2 separate regions of the Danio rerio genome follow, and region 1 is linked to region 2. Evidence: chromatin contacts called from public HiChIP or PLAC-seq data. All regions are on one chromosome and are shown on one strand. The core of a region is the stretch at or near the end of the contact, and the rest is flanking DNA. Distances in the headings are between cores, read along the strand shown. Region 1 holds the start of en2a (engrailed homeobox 2a). Region 2 holds the start of nom1 (nucleolar protein with MIF4G domain 1).

The links. HiChIP or PLAC-seq counts read pairs in DNA pulled down with a chosen protein or histone mark.
Region 1: an H3K4me3 HiChIP or PLAC-seq map of embryo shows a contact between it and region 2, with 2.5 times the contacts expected there. The contact joins the promoter of en2a here to the promoter of nom1 in region 2. A contact is called at or near these places in 1 of 18 Hi-C or Micro-C datasets (embryo) and 1 of 4 datasets of contacts at active chromatin or transcription factors (embryo).

The regions. Positions count from the first base shown.
Region 1 is chr7:41,340,238-41,343,072 of GRCz12tu, reverse strand. It overlaps en2a (engrailed homeobox 2a), which reads left to right and starts at 1,585. Exons shown (of 2, transcript NM_131044.2): 1 at 1,585-2,382. The coding sequence starts at 1,902. The region is part of intron 3 of si:dkey-151p11.2 (a long non-coding RNA gene); the gene reads right to left.
Region 2 is chr7:41,004,683-41,007,628 of GRCz12tu, reverse strand. It overlaps nom1 (nucleolar protein with MIF4G domain 1), which reads left to right and starts at 1,307. Exons shown (of 12, transcript NM_001044832.3): 1 at 1,307-1,386. It overlaps lmbr1 (limb development membrane protein 1), which reads right to left and starts at 1,095. Exons shown (of 18, transcript NM_001252604.2): 1 at 1,036-1,095. The coding sequence starts at 1,095.

The DNA of each region.
Region 1 (2,835 bases), core at 336-2,835, 340 kb before region 2:
TATAACAAGTATTTATATTCAGACTGTATTTAAAAATGTTATTGAATGGAGAAAATAATCAATGAAAATGGAAAATAGGTAGCCTATGCCTTGTTAGTTAAAGGTGGTTAGGCAGATAGAAGGCACTAATTTGATGAGACTGCACGGTGTTGGCTCGCCAGAGAAACTTCCTAATGAGCATGCAATCATAGAAGGCCTCTTGAGAAACCTCTTTAGTTAGAAAAGCCATACTGCACGTTTAATGGCAGAAGCTAGACTTACCATCTATACAGCCAGTTACAACAGAATGATGTCTTTACAAAATGTGATATTAAAGGTGCAAGAACACAATGCGAACCAATGGTTATTGTTGATTTCGATGCGATATGCAGTAAAGGCCACAGTCAATGCACATTGAACATCATTGCTATGGCGTCATTTATCATACACATAACGACTCTATGACGGATTACTGCGAATAAAGAGAAATAAAATGAATTCCAAACCAATTGCGCGCGATGATGGATTTGCTGCTCTATGGTACAGAAAGCCTTAAAAGGAACCATCTGCATCGCCATTTGCATTACTACAAGGTTTCATCCTTTTCAATAGTGCATAGGCTCTGGTTAAGAGTTATAAAGAATAGAAATCAAAGAAAAGTTCTACTTCATTTTTTATTTTTTTTATTTTTTGGCGCGACAATACGCAGATTGGCATTCTTTAATAAAAATAGTTTCCGTCCAAAGATATGGGGGTCCAGTCATTGCATTAAAGTATGTTCTCCTAGACAGATGCAAACAGAGCTTCGTCTGTCATAGTTTACTTTTTCTGATTAGTGTGCAGTGTAAAGCGCGTAAAATAGTGCGTACTCGTGATTCTTCGAAAAACTGCATCGCTGTATATCATGTGAATTTGTGTACCATTCACAATACTAGCCAACTTGTATAACTCATGGAAGTAAATACTATACACGTCCTCGTCAAAAATTTCACAGTAATGTTTATTGCGGTTTGGAAACAGTAAGCACCCCATTATGGAAACGATTTCTCATCCACTCGTTTTGGTTTGACGCATTCTGTTTTGCATAGCCAACCGTTTTTTCGACTTTATCAAACTGCAACAAATTAATTTTGACAAAACTTTTCGCATATACTAAAACGTAACAATACTGACAATAAACTAGTGCAAAAACGGTAATTGAAAAAAAAAAATCTGCGGTTTCGTGAGTGCGTTCGGAGAGTGAGTTGCCTTGACCAAATTCAAATTATTCATACAAAAAATGGATAGAAATGATAATTACGCTACATGCAAACCTCCGATTAAAAAGGAAAATCGTGAAGATCGTGTTCAGTATGCAGGCTGCGTTTTGGCACTGCCCGAATTTGTATTTTGGTGAAGCACTGTGTCTTTAAAAGTGCAAGGATGAGTGTTGTCTGTTACTCTCGAATCAGGTGCACGTGATCAGCTCCAGCATGTTCTATTGGCCAAAGGCACGTGTCTAGGATACCGGAGTGTAACGTCACTGGGGGCTCGTATTAAAAATAAGAACAAAAATCCGGAGTGAAAGTATTTCAGGAGCAGTAAGGAGCCCCACTTCTCTGTCCTCAGAGTAGCCACTGAAGCCTCGCTAGTTGCACTGCGCAGCAAACCAGTAGCACCAAACTGGCAAGTTACGGTTCATCAACCTTAAACTGCAAACATTCCGTGTTTGGAAGGCGTAACTATGTTTTTCCTTTGTGACCACGGTGCGCAAAGGCTTTTTACTGTCGCTAAAACTCACTGACAGTTTTTTGGCCGTTTTGAATTTTTTTTTTCCTGAAGTGAACAAAGTGGACGGAGTCGCCCGTGGAGTGGGGTGCGACTGCCAGAGTGCGGGAGAGCGATAAAGGGTTAAGGACGGAAGGTGGAAAGTGCGTCTCAGCATGGATGAGAATGAGCAGAGCGCAAGAGACGTGGAACAGCGAGGAGCGTCGGACGAGTCCAACAGTGCCATACGACCCCTTTTACAAGCTCCAGGAAACCTGCAGCTGCCACACCGAATCACAAACTTCTTCATCGACAACATCCTGCGACCAGATTTTGGCCGTAAAAAAGAAGCGAATATTACGCGCTATGAGGACAATCACGGCGCACGAGAGAATCACAACCCTACGGGTCCAAGCACGGGACAGGTGGGAAGTACTGTACCAGCGGAAGAAGCTTCCACAACGCATACGAGCAGCGGAGGAAAGGAGGCAGAGATAGAGAGCGAAGAACCCCTGAAGCCCCGCGGGGAGAATGTGGATCAGTGCTTGGGTTCAGAATCGGATAGTTCACAGAGCAATTCAAACGGACAGACTGGTCAGGGTATGCTGTGGCCCGCTTGGGTTTACTGCACACGCTACTCGGACAGGCCGTCGTCAGGTACGCTTACCTCTATTTTTTCATAGCATGTGCCAAGAAATAGTTACATTTATGCAAAGCACTACAAGAGTTATAATTGCACTATATTTAATTCTAATCACGTATATCCACCAAATTTAAAAGGTCAGTTTCTAAAAACAACCCCCAAGTGATGGAACAAGTTATACTAGTACAAATATTTACAGTTCACTAAGTATTTTGGTTATTTAAATTTTGCGCATATTTTATGTACCTGAATATTTATGGGTCACTAACATATTATGACTGTACCTATATAATTAAATAAAACGACAAAAGGTCCCAAAAACAATAAAATGTTTTGGCCGTCAATGTAAACGACCAGTAAGTAGTTTCAACAATTAAGTAAGTTTTTTTGTTGTTACTAATATTTGTATATTATTATTATTTATTTATTTATTTTACTCGTGGAGTGATAATGATAATGTATTTGTT
Region 2 (2,946 bases), core at 58-2,557:
TGCATGTCTTTGGACTGTGGGGGAAACCGGAGCACCCTGAGGAAACCCACACAAATGCAGGGAGGACATGCAAACTCCACACAGAAACGCCAACTAAGCCGAGGTTCGAACCAGCGACCTTCTTGCTGTGAGGCGACAGCACTACCTACTGCGCCACTTGCCCTCGCCTTTTTTTTCAGCCTGTGTGCTTTGTTATAATAATAATAATAATAAAAGAAAATTCTAAGCAACCAACAACAATCAAAGTACAACATTGTTCAGTCAATTAAATAGTGCATGTGTTGTTTTGAAGTTATACATAAATGTGATTTCAGACCGAATATTCAATGTACCATGGCAATATAGGGACAAGTTGTCACTGAACAAATCTGCGAAAATAAAACCAACTTAACCTTAAAAACAACATAGGCTGGTCTAACGTGAACCTGTTAAATAAAACACATCAGTCAGTCAAATTAGTTGGTAACTTAAGAGTTTATGCAACTGGCCCCAAGTTTGCCAAGTCAGAAAGGAGAGGCACATTATATCCTAACACCCAAAATAAACACTGCAAACCTGCAATGCTCATGTGTACACCAACAACTGTAAACAAGCTGTCAGTGAAGAACCGTTAGGATTACTCAGATGTCAGTTGACGATAGTTCAGTCTGTCCTAATTCTACTAGTTTTAGAAATATGACACAAAGGTTACTCGGCTTCATGCATACAATTGCAGACAGCTAACAATTATTTACAAAACGCGTTTAATTTTGGGTTAGAAGTCAAATGAATTGCGAGCTCAGTCACAGAAAGGGATTAAAGAGCTCAATATTGTAGCTAACGACAAGCTAAGAGGCTAACCAACTAGCCTAATGGACCTCATTTAAACTCAGTTCTGTTTCTAGAGATATTTATCAAAAGTCTTAACCACAGTTAAACCCATTCATGATTTCATTATACGGAATATCCGTAATGAAGTCTAAATGCAAGCTGGATAATGAACACGGAGCATAAAGGGTCAGTGTGCTGTGCTTTAATGGGTCTCTCTGTACTCACGATGTACTCGCGCACTTGGCTGTGGAAATTCTGCTCTCTGATCGTCACATCGTCTTCCATTCTTCATATTGCAGAAACACATTCATTAGCAACGCATTTTGGTGGCCAGTCCATTCACTGCGAGAGAAAGCGACTTTATCAGATAAATAAACCGCCCTTTGGAAGAGCTCGACTGACTGACAGCGGTTGCGCTCAGCGCCAAATAAACGATCACAACACAGTCAAAATATATCGCGTCATCATTCGGCGACTTACGACAGGCAGGACGATGGATGTACACAGATGGCTTGTCAAGATGAATACAGTAAAATCCTTCTGGAAATGGATGACTTTCTCCTGTGCTACATTTAGGTAATCCACTAATTCATCCATCAGTATTTCCACTAAACAACTTGTCTTATGTATGGTCACAGTGTCGAGTTTGTTTGTGAAAAATGAATCAGGAGTATAAGTGAATTTAACTTAGCTAAATATGTTACTGTTGGCAACAGATCTTTAGTTAGCAGGCATTGAGTAATATAAAATAAATCAATAAAAGGGAAATGCAGCTTAAAATGTTTTATAATCAAAAACAGTTGGTATCATATTTTACCATGATTTACAGAAGACACACACTAAAATGTAATTCGATGTAACTTGTGTACCAAAAAATAGTGTCATGTCTACTTAATTATTTTATGAGATAAATATTTAATTAATTGTGATTTAAAATTTTTATTTTTTGCTTTTTAAAACAAACTGATTGTAAGCATCGATGAAAATATAAACATTATTAGAAATTACATTACAATGAAATTTGTATTTTGTCCCTTGATTCATAAGGGGTCGCCACTGCGGAATGAACCTCTAACTTATCCAGCATATGTTTTACACAGCAGATGCCCTTCCAGCTGCAATCCATCACTGGCAAACATCCATACACACTCATTCACACTACGGCCAATTTGTTTATTATTCACTTATAGCGCATGTGTTTGGACTGTGAGGGGAAACTTGAGCACCGGGAGGAGACCAACGTGAACATGGGGAGAACATACAAACTCCACACAGAAAAACTAACTGACCCAGCCAGGGCTCAAACCAGCAACATTCTTGCTGTGAGGCAACAGTGCTAACCACTGACCCACCGTGTCTCGTTTTTTAATCATTAAAAATAAATATGTCTAATGTTTATTTTGCAAATATATTAAGTGTATTGCGAACATTTATTTAATGTAATGAGTACATATGTTGTACAACATATTTTTTAAAATATAAATATTGTTGGTGTAAGATGGTGGACTATTATTTCACCAATATTCTTTTACATTCTATTTTCATAAAAGTTAATTACTAATTAGGCTAATTACAACATTAAAATAGACACTACTTGCATTTTAGAGAAATTATAAGAAATTATGGGGTGGTACGGTGGTGCAATGGGTAACGATGTCACCTCACAGCAAGAAGGTTGCTGGTTCGAGTCTTTCTGGGTCAGTTTTCTGTGTGGAGTTTGCATGTTCTCTCCATGTTTGCACGAGTTCCCTCCGGGTGCTCCTGTTTTAAAAAACAGAACTAAACTCCATTGTGTAGATGGTTCAAGCATGTTGAAAATTATTTTTCAATCAAGTTCTCTTACATAGAAAAAGTAAATTAAATAGCTACTAGGAATGTTCATTTCGTTAGTTTTGCTAACCGACAAACGCTGCTCATTAATCGGTTATTAACGGTTAACTGGTCAGATTACTATTAATTTTATATTAAACAAATTGACGTGTCTATTTTGTGTCTGACACATTAAATATTGCATTTTAAAATACTGATTTTTATATGTTAGCATATTAATAGCGGAACAGAACAACAGAGCATCTTGTGTACCAAAAAATAGTGTCATGCCTACTTAATTATTATTTCTAGACACTACTTGCATAT